2 separate regions of the Capra hircus genome follow, and region 2 is linked to region 1. The links are chromatin contacts, called in public Hi-C maps. All regions are on one chromosome and are shown on one strand. The core of a region is the stretch at or near the end of the contact, and the rest is flanking DNA. Distances in the headings are between cores, read along the strand shown.

What was found. A called contact is a pair of places that touch in the nucleus more often than the background predicts.
Region 2: a contact with region 1 is called in a Hi-C map of blood, with 3 times the contacts expected there. The contact joins two enhancer-like sites. A contact is called at or near these places in 3 of 5 Hi-C or Micro-C datasets (all in blood).

Annotation. Positions count from the first base shown.
Region 1 is chr7:62,879,276-62,884,728 of ARS1.2, forward strand. No RefSeq gene overlaps it. Among named protein-coding and RNA genes, the nearest start is that of SMAD5, 85 kb to the right of the region's middle. Within about 2 kb of position 2,771, at least 1 of the 5 cell types and tissues checked has an H3K27ac peak or open chromatin away from gene starts, as enhancers often do.
Region 2 is chr7:63,202,031-63,207,483 of ARS1.2, forward strand. No RefSeq gene overlaps it. Among named protein-coding and RNA genes, the nearest start is that of IL9, 10 kb to the left of the region's middle. Within about 2 kb of position 2,066, at least 1 of the 5 cell types and tissues checked has an H3K27ac peak or open chromatin away from gene starts, as enhancers often do.

The sequences.
Region 1 (5,453 bases), core at 1,521-4,020:
GCAGTGCACTGGAGAAGCAGAAGGCCAAAGAAGCCCTCGTATATCCAAAGGAGAGCATGCCAGGATCCATTCAGGTGTCTGAGTGCAGATGCAGCCTCAGCCTCACAGTAGACGGCGCTTCTAACTGAGCCACTTCCACGTAACCACCTCCCCTGTGGGGTTGTCCCTGTGTGCTGTGGGTAAGGCCAAGGAAGGGGCCAGGCAGACGCGGGGCAGGGGAGGGCATGGCTGTGCCATCTTCATACTGGCCAGGACCCCCTCTCTGGCTGGAAGCAGATCTCACCCTAACCTCAACCCAACCAACCAGAGGACCCCGTGCCCCTGAAGCCAACACAGCCCCGAGCAAGGCAATCACACGTCTGCCCTGAGATGGCTATCCGTGTGCAGCCCTGAGCAGGGCAATCACATGCCTGCCTCGACCCTGATATCCGTGTGCACACTGGAAAGGAGAGCTCCTTTTTTCCAATCAGGTTGCTGAACAGGAGAACGTGAATCTGGGGCTCCAGTAGACGCTTCTCCCCTCACACAGAGACAGGCTGTCTGCCAGTGAGGTCAAAGATGAGAAATTAAGGAGAGGGAAGAAGTCAATGTCAGAGGGAGGTGGGGGAGAAGAGAAAGGAAGAGGGGAGGGAAGAGAGGAACGGTGGAGAGGGGAGCTGTGCCACATTCTCGCCCTGGGCCCTCTTCCTGTAGCTTTTCCTACACCTGGGGACCTGTTCCGGGAGCGTTCTCAGCTTTGTGCATGGGTAGTTAGTCACTCAATCGTGTCCAACTCTCTGCGACCTTATGGACTGTAACCCTCCAGGCTCCTCTGTCCTTGAGATTCTCTGTGGAAAAATACTGGAGTGGGTTGCCATTTCCTACTCCAGGGGATCTTCCCAACCCAAGGATCCAATCTGGGTCTCTCGCATTGCAGGTGGATACTTTATCACCTGAGCCCTTTGGTGCCATATAAAGTCCCATTTTTGTTGAGGGCAGTTTGCATTGGGTATCTGGATGTCATTTACATCCTGAGAATCCTGATGAGCACAGAAAGAACTCTAGGATGTAGTTGCCCCACCCTCCCCCCGGGGCTGTTCTGCAGTTCCAGTTAGAGGAGCAAGGGCCAGAAACTAGCAGGATTGTTCTTCTTGAGACTCTGTGAGCCTCCGGACCGTGGGTGAGGCATCAAGCCGGCTAAACTCTTCAATAGTGAAACCCCAGGACACTGAATCTACTGGCTGCTCTGGTGGCCAGGAGATGGGTGCGACTCAGGACTGAGAGAGGACCCTTTGCTCTGCTCTGCCCAGGCTTCACTCTGGAAGGATCCAGAATTGACACCCTGGGCACTTCTGCGGTGGCCAGTGGCCCCAGCAAGGCGCCTCTCACCAGCTTTGCCAGCAGTGCTCAGCGGGGAGGCCAGGTGGGGAGGGCGAAGCAGGAAGGGAGACAGGGGAGAAGCATGGTGGCTACAGTAGTCGCCCTTATCGGGGAGGCAGTTACCACGCAGACCCACAGACACCCAGCAAACAGCTTGAGGATGACCAATCTGTAGCTGTTGAGGTTCCTGCTGTAAATAGGAAGTGTAGCTTTATTTGTAGGTGCAGGTTGTTGAAGTTGACACTCAAGTGACATAGACATCAATACAACTGAGCATTGGATGTGGGGTGCTGGCCCTGCTTTTGGTGAGCTTAGATCCTTGAGAGCAGCAGGAAGCCCAGTATCCACACCAGCGAGAGCTTTCGGACCGGCGGTGCCGGGGGAGCAGTGGTCACCCCAGACCCCAGCTGGGTCAGCCTCCTTGTCAGAGGAAGTAACTCCTGATCATTTCAGTGAGCGAACAGAACAGAGCCGCGGGGTTTCATTCTCAGCTCCAATCAATCACAAGACAGACACTCCAGCAAAGTAGAGCCTCTGGTGGCTCCCCCGCCTGCCAAACTAAATTAGAAGCCCCCAAGGCCTGTGCAGCCCGGCTGAAGGTGAATGTTCTGAAAAAAAAAGAAAAACACCTCGCTGCTTCTTCAGGCGCGTCTTCACGTGAAGGCGCTCACAGCATCATCACTGTCTGGCACCAGCACCGTGAACAGAATATGTGTTCAGGGCCTCAGCAAAGGCCCTGGGTCTGGGGGCCAGTGTCTTGTGACGACCCCCTCCACTTCCGAGCCTCCGGGTCCCAGGCACCAGCTCAGAGGTGAACGACTCCCGCTGCGCTGAGGCTGCCAGGGGAAGGCTGGTACGGATCAGTATTCTAGTCACTCTGGACACATCCTCAGTTTTTCTCCCAAAGGGTAGAAATGCCATTTTGCTGATTCTTAAAGCCCTTCCAGTCTGTCATCTCCCTGCATACACATGACATGAAAGAGTCAGCCTGAGGTGAAACAGAAGGGATCTCTTCCAGAAAACAGAGCTGCTGGTTTAAGACAAAAGCACAGAAACGTGAGGAAACCAAGGGAGCGCTCGGTCCCTACACAGCCCCGGGACGCGTCTACCCACAGGGTTCTGGCCAGATGCCTCCAACTCTGAAGCGACCCAAGGTATGCTAAGACCTCGGCTGGCCATCCTGGTGCCCCACTCAGTCAGAGACATGATGAGAGGAACTTGGAGGGGAGAGTGGTACTGGGCCCAAGCCCAGCACTCTGGCCGGAGGAGGCAGAGGCAGAGCCCCGCACGTACTGCCACATGGGGCCCCTGGCGATGGAGACCTGAGGAACCCAAGCAGATGCGGAGAGCAACCGCGCCTGCGGCTCCATCTGTGGCGCCTGGGAACCGGCGCTGGGCTCCCACAGGCCTCCCTGGAGGCCACATCCAGGAGGAGGCTAGAGCCAACACGTGAGAGGCCGCGTGTGCGGAGCTGCGCTACTGCAGAGGGGGGCGTTCAGAGACACCGCTTACCTGCCAGGCCTCTGCGGCTCCTCCCTGCAGGCTGTGGTCGCCCAGGGACAGAAGATGCCGTTGACCCAGAGCACAGGAGCGGGAGTCCGTAACCTCCCCCAAGTCACACCCCAGGCCTCCAAGCCCAGCAGCACTGATGCCCTGGAAAAAGGTCAGGTGAACACAGGCCTGGCTGCTGCCCTGCTCTACCACGTATTGGGGCGACTTCCCAAGAAAGAAAGTGATGTTGTGGAGAATGAGCGATCAGGGGCCCCAGGACACACGCCTCTAGGGACTCCTGCCTTTGCTTGCCCCCTCCTGTGTGGACGCCAGGCTTGGTCCTGTGACTCAGGGCAGCCAGTCCCACACCAGCAGTGGCTCCATAAGCACGCGCTCATGGGTTTGCCCTCGCAGAGATGCTCAGCTGCACAATTGTGTGGAAACGCCATGTGGAGAGAAGCCTAGAGAACAAGAGGCCTCTGGGCCTCTCCATTAGGGTCAAGCTCCCAGCTGCAAGCAGCTTCACAAGAAGGGAGGGGGTCAGCCCCGGGGAGCAGAACTGCCCAGCTGAAGCCTGTCAACCACAGAATCATGGGAAACAATAAAGTGTTGCTTTATGACTTTGAGCTTTCAGATGGCGTCTCACCCAAGCAACAGAGGACTGAAGCCCGGACCCCCCACCAGAGGAGAGGAATCTTACCCATCCATCTCAAGAGAATGACGTACTCCTGGGGCCTCAGTCAACTGCCCAAGAATGAAGTCAGCAGGTGTTAATGAAGCCACAGTGAGGATTCCCAACTACCCGGATCAGTTTTGCCCCTCCTGGGAAGAAATCCTGTTTCTATCCACCAATAGAAACCAAGAAAACAGCTTTGGCCATCTTGTGGAAGGAGGCAGGCTTTGCTGAACAAGCTGAATGCAGCCACTCAACAAAGCCAAGCCCTCAGCTGGGAGCAGTTAAGTAGATTTGTGAGATTTTTAATAAGTGTGGTGGACTGTGCAGAGGAAATGTCACAAGGCAGTCAGTGACTCATTGCCTAGTGGGCATAGATAACTCTGCCTTTGATTCCCAGTCTTATAGCTCTCAGAGCACTTTCACGTCCCTTCTCTCGCTTAATTAAAACAACAATCCAGCCAGGTGGGCAGGGCAGGATTTGTTATCCTGTTTGCATAGAAAGAGCTTATGTAATGCAAGGGCCCTCTTGAGTGGAAGTTTAACCGCAGGGAGCCCCTGAGCCCAGTGCATGGGACTGGGTACAGAGTGAGTGCCCATAAACACAGGTGAATGAGAGGGGCACCCTTCCCGCTGGACAACACGTGCAGGAGCCCTGTCCTTGGAGGCAGCCTGGGGGGGGAGGGACACACCCTGCAGGGCATTTCTCAGTGTGGTTCTAGGATGCCTGCCTCAGAATTCCCCAGGGCACTCGCTGATAGTGCAGACAGGCGGACAGGGAGTGGAGCCTGGGAATCTGTATTTTAAGATGCTCCTGGGTGACTCTGATGGTCGAGTGTGAAGGACACTGTCACAGAAGTCCCCTTGCCGACAACATGGGTATCAGCATGGGTATCAAGCTACCTGACTGATGGGCAGTAGGAATGCGCCCGGGACACACGATCCAGTGCTCTTGCTAGCTCTCTGATCCGCACCAAGGAAGCGGGACTGAGCCGGCTTTGGAAGACGTGCGAGACTTGGACACGTAGAGAAGATGAGGGTCGAAGCATTGCCGGCGCTAGGAAACAGAGTAGGGGTGAGCTCAGCCCCACTCTACCTTCTGCTGCATAACCGTCATTAAACAGCATTGCATCAGGTGGAAACTCAATCAAGGGACCAGAAACACTGACAGGGGATGGAGTAACCACCTTCTCCAGGGACAGCCTTGTTTGGATTTGGTCTCTGGTTTCCCGGAAGTGAGGAAATGTCATGCTTGCACAGGGCCACAGGCAGGGTCCCCTCCCCTTCTGTCCTGGGACCTCAGGGTCCACCTGGTATAAGAGAGCAAAACTCTGAGTGCACAACCTGCCCCAGTGAGGACAGCAAGCTTCCTGGATGTCCTGGCATTAGACCACCTGGGAGGGACCCCTCACTATGCCATCTCTCCCATCCCTATGTAGGCAGTTTCTGCCAACAGAGGACAGGGAGAAAACTCCAGGCTCCCACCAGGCTGAGCAAGTCAGCTGGGGGTCGGGCATTCCTCTTCCTATCACAACTAATGATGGGCAGGAAGGAAGGGAGGGGAAGGACACAGGGCTGAGATCCATCTTTTATTTTTATCACCCTTTCTGACTCTTCATGATAGAATCTGAACCACTTCCGTTGTGTATCCGGAGGCAATGTGATGTTTAAGTGCGCTTGTAATTAGACCCAGGTAATTCGCTCTTTAATAATCAGCATGCTTCGCCCTCCAGCTCACTAAGCCACCCCCTCTCCTGCCTCTGTTCTATTTTCATCCAGGCCCCCCTCCCAGGCGGGGATGGCTTAACCGGCCCTCCTGGCTTGTCATCATCTCCCTTTCTCTCAAAGCAGCCTGATTGGCCCTCATAGGCCTTTTCCGCCTGGAAAGTCAGAGTGAGACTCTGAGCAAGGGCTCAGAGGGGTCTGAGGA
Region 2 (5,453 bases), core at 816-3,315, 320 kb after region 1:
ACACAGGTCAAGAAGCAACAGTTAGAACTGGACATGGAACAATGGACTGGTTCAAAATTGGGAAAGGGAGTACTTCAAGGCTGTATGTTGTCATCCTGCTTATTTAATTTATATGCAGAGTGAAATGCCAGGCTGGATGAATCACAAGCTGGAATCAAGATTGCTAGGAGAGATATCAATAACTTTAGATATGCAGATGATACCACCCTTATGGCAGAAAGCAAAGAGAAACTCAAGAGCCTCATGATAAGGGTGAAAGAGGAGAGCGAAAAAGCTGGCTTAAAACTCAGTATTCAAAGAACTGAGATCATGGCATTTGATCCCATGACTTCATGGCAAATAGATGGGGGGGAAATGGAAACAGTGATGGACTTTGTTTTCTTATGCTCCAAAATCATTGTGGATGATGACTGAAGCCATGAAATTAAAAGATGCTTGCTTCTTTGAAGAAAATCTATGACAAACCTAGACAGCATATTAAAAAGCAAAGACATTACTTTGCTCTAAAAGGTCCATAGAGTCAAAGCTATGGTTTTTCCAGTAGTCGTGTATGGATGTAAGAGTTGGACCATAAAGAAAGCTGAGAATTGATGCTTTTGAATTGCGGTGTTGGAGGAGACTCTTGAGCGTCACTTGGACTGCAAGGAGATCCAACCAGTCCATCCTAAAGAAATCAGTCCTGAATATTCATTGGAAGGACTGATGCTGAAGCTGAAGCTTCAGTTCTTTGGCCACCTGATGTGAAGAACTGATTTATTGGAAAAGACCTTGATGCTGGGAGAGATTGAAGGCAGGAGGAGAAGGGAACAACAGATGATGAGATGGTTGGATGATATCATTAACTTGAGGGACGTGTGTTTGAGCAAGCTCCGGGACTTAGTGATGGACAGGGAAGTCTAGCATGCTGCAGTCCATGGACTTGCAACGAGTCTGACATGACTGAGCAACTGAACTGAACTGAACTGAACTGTATGGACTGGACTCCTCGTGGCTCAGATGAAAGAGAAGCCCAAGGAATATGGGAGACCTGGATTTGATCCCTGGGTTGATAAGATCCTCTGGAGAAGGGAATGGCAATCCACTCCAGTATTCTTGCCTTAGAGAATCCCCATGGACAGAGGCACCTGGAGGGTGACAGCCGAGTCGGACACGATGGAGCGACTAACACTTTCTTCCTTCTTTCTGTATGTACTAAGCATGCATTATCTCATTTGTGTTACTCGCTCCTTCACATCTGACTCTGTGGGACCTCATGGACTGTATAGATCGCCAGGTTTCTCTATCCATTAGGATTCTCTAGGCAAGAATAACGGAGTGGGTTGCCATTCCCTTCTCCAGGGGATGTTCCCAACCCAGGGATCGAATCTGGGTCTCCCACACTGCAGGCAGATTCTTTTCATCTGAGCATTTAACCTCCTAGTAAACAGCAGGAGACAGGTATTATTTCTGTTTTACAGATAAGGAAATCAAGGCTCAAAAAGGTTAAATGACCTTCCCAAGGTCCCTGGGTTCTGAGACTCAGCGTAGTGATCCAGCCCCAGTTGTCTCTGATTCCAAACGCTTTGCTCTCTGCATTCTGCTCATCTCTTACACTGTGTAGATCAAGTGTCTATGTTGTGCTTCCTCTGATGACAGCCCAACAGAAAACAGATTCGTGATAATATGGGTCCACATTCTATTATCCCAAAACCCGGGGGCCAGAGGGTTTTCAGAATTCAAACTGTTTAGCCTTTTAGAAAGAGAATATGCTGTTCACACGCCATATATTACACAACATCCAAAGAGAGCCTGGGGTAGGATGCTGTAATTAAACACATTAATATTCTGCAAAGCACACAGAGCCATCACCAAGGCAGTCGGGCTTGGCAGCCAAATGAGTCTCAACGAATCTTGGACTGTTTGGATTTCAGAAATGTGATAAGGGATTTGTGGGTGTTTCTTCAGCTCTGAGCCCACTTACAGAAACTGGGGGACACTCTCTCAGCTCCTCTCTGGGCTTTGCTGGGGCACCTCCAGGAGGGTCAGAGACCTCGGTAGCTCCCCGGACGGCCCACCACGAGGCATCCAGGTCACGGCAGCAGGGCCTCCCCCTCTGCTCGCCTCTCCATCCATCTGGGTTTTCTGAATGACTGGTCCCAAACACAGAGCTGTGTCGTGTTACACAATGAGGTTTACAGCCTGCAGCTTCGCAAGTGCCTCCTCAGCAACACTCACCTCACATGGGGATCACAGCAAGGACACATGCTGGCAGCTGGGGATGATTTCAAAACACAACCTAAGGACACGACCAGATGCCAGAGAAGATGGCAGAGAGATAAGCTGCAGCCCACTGTCACAGCTTAGTCACCAGCAGAGCTTTGTGGTTTCCCTCGGCTTTTCTGCAAAAGTGGTATTACCCACAGCTTGCACCCCTGCAGACAGCTCAGAGCAGGGTTCTCAGGGCTGTCTGCAGTGAGGTGCCCTGTTATAACTCTCCTTCCTGTGCCAGGGCAGTTGAGATTGATCTACAAGTCACCTTGCAGACAGGAGAAGAAGGACTAGTATTTACTGTTTACTATATTATCAGGCACTTGGTGAAGGATGTTTTGTTCACTCTCTAGTTGAAACTTCATGAAGCCCATGAGGTCGGTGTGAAAAGTGAAAGTGAAAGTCGCTCAGTCATGCCTGACTCTTTGTGACCCCATGGACTATATAGCCCATGGAATTCTCTAGGCCAGAACACTGGAGTAGGCAGCCTTTCCCTTCTCCACGGTAGGTGTAGGTAGGTTATTATGATCAGCTCACAAAAGAGGAAACCGAGGCCCAGAATGGTAATATAGCTTGCCTGGGCACACTGCTCACAAGTGGAGAAGCCAAGATTCCAACTCAGGTAACTGACTCTACAGCTACATTCTTAAATCTGACCCACAGGAGGGTGGGCCAGCTGCTTTGTTCATGTTGCCCGGTCCCTGGCGGGGTTGATTTTCAGGAGATTCCAGACCAGGGCACGCTGCAGAGGGCCAAAGCCAAGCTCAGACACTGCTGGCCTGAGAGTTACCAGCCTACATGCACCTGTCGGTCTGTCCCTCTCTGCCCATCCATCCGATGTGAGGCAGGAAGATACTGTACAGTCTCAGCCCTGCAATTCCTTTCCTACCTTGCTCCCCTCCTTATTCATCCCAGACCAACACCTTTCATCCTCTGGGAAGGGAGTGCTCGGCAGAACTGCAAAGACCATTCACCTATTGACAGTGTACTAACTCAGTGGTTTTGAGTATATTGACAGGGCTGGGCAGCCATCAGCACAGTCTAATTTCAGAACATTTTCATCACCCACAAAAGAAACACATTAGCAGCCGTTTCCTCTTCTCCCTTCCCCCAACCTAACCAACTAATAATCTTTCTGTCTCTATAAATTTGCCCCTTCTGAATTCCCCCATAAATGAAATATGACATGTGTTTTTCTGGGACTGGCTTCTTTGACTTATAATGATGCTTTCAAGGTTCATTATGTTGTAGTATGCATCAGTAGCTCATTTCTTTTTATCCCTTTATTATTATTTTTTTAATTTGGCCATGCTACACAGCATGTGGGATCTTAGTGCCTTGACCAGGGATTGAACCCGCGCTCCCTGCAATGGAAGCCTGGAGTCTTAACCACTGGACCACCAGGGAAGTCCCGTTTCATTTCTTTTCATAGCCAAATAATATTCCATTGCATGGATAGACTCTGTTTTGTTTATCCAATCAGTTGATAGACATTGCATTGATTCTGTTCTTTGGCTGTTATGAATAATGCTGCTGTGAATATTCATAGGGCTGCCCAGGTGGCTCAGTGGTTAAAACTCTGCCTGCCAAAGCAGGGGCCACAGGAGACATGGGTTTGATCCTTAGGCTGGGAAGATTCCCCTGGAGGAGGAAATGGAACCTGCCCTGGTATTCTTGTCTGGGAAATCCCATGGACAGAACAGCCTGGTGGGCAACAGTCCGTGGAGTCACAAAGAGTTGGACGTGACTGAACCGTTGAGCACGCATGCATGCAAACATTCACATAAAGGTTTTTTGTGTGGATACGTCTTCATTTCTCTCAGGTATATACCTACAAGTGGAACTGCTGAGTCATAAGGTAATGCTGTGTTTAACTTTTGAGGAAATGTCAACCTGTTTACCAAGGTGGTTGCACCATTTTCCATTTCCACCCAGCAATGTATGAGGGTTCCAATTTCTCCACTTAATTGTCACCACTTGTAACTATCTTTCTGACGGCAGCCATCCTGGTGGACAGAAGCGGTACCTCGTGGTAGCTTTGATTTGCATTTCCCTGATAACTAGTGATACACCTTTCCATGTGCTCACTGGCCACCTGTAGAGAAATACCTATTCAAATCTTTTGTTTGTTTATTTTTAAGCTGAGTTGTCTTTTTATAGTTGAGTTGTAAGAGTTCTTTGTATCTTCTGGATAAAAGTACCTTATCTGACACAGGTTTTTGCAAATATTTTCTCCCATTTTGTGAGTTGTCTCTTTTCTTCAAGGTACTGACAGTACAAAAGTTTGAAAGTTATCATCCAATGTGTCTGTTTTGTTACCTGTACTTTCATTGTTCTAAGAACTCTTTGCCTAACCCAAGGTCACAAAGATATAGTTCTGTGTCGTCTTCTACTAGCTTCACAGTTTTACCTCTTACATCTAGGTCTATGATCTGTCTTGGGTTCATGTTTGTGTATGGTATGAGATAAAGTTCCAGCTTCTGGTATGTGGATGGATACCCAGGTGTCCCAACACCATTTGTTGAAAAGACTATTCTTTCTCCATTGACTTGTCTTGACACCCACATCAAAAACCAATTGGCCATGAATGTAAGGGTTTATTTCTGGACTCTCAGTTTTATCCTGTTGCTTTACAAGTCTATCCTGTGCCAGCATCACACTGCATGGATCACTATAGCCTCAAAGTAGGGAAGTGTGAGTCCTCCAACTTTACTCTTCTTTATCAAAATCGTTTTGGTGGCTCTGGGTCCTTGGTGTTTCCATATGAATTTTAAGATTAGCTTTTCAGTTTTTGAAAGAAGAAAAAGTAGCTTGGAGTTTTAGAGAGACTGAATTAAATCTGTAAGTCAATTTGGGAAGTACTGCTATTGTAACAATATTTAGTTTTCTGATCCCTGACTTAGACTATCTTTCTGTTTACTGAGAGCTTTGAAATTTCTTCCAATAAGGTTTATAGTTTCCAGTGTAGAAGTTCTATACTTCTTTTTATTAAAGTGTGCCTAAGTCTTTCATTTTTCAAATGCTATTTTAAATAGAATTGTTTGCTGAATTTCTGGATTCATTTCTGGAATTTTCATTGCTAAGTTATAAAAATAGAGCTGATTTTTGTAGGTTGATCTTACATCTGAAAACTTTGCTGAATTTGCTTATTGGGTCTATTGAATAGCAGGTTTTAGTGAATTCTTTAGGATTTTCTATGGACAAGA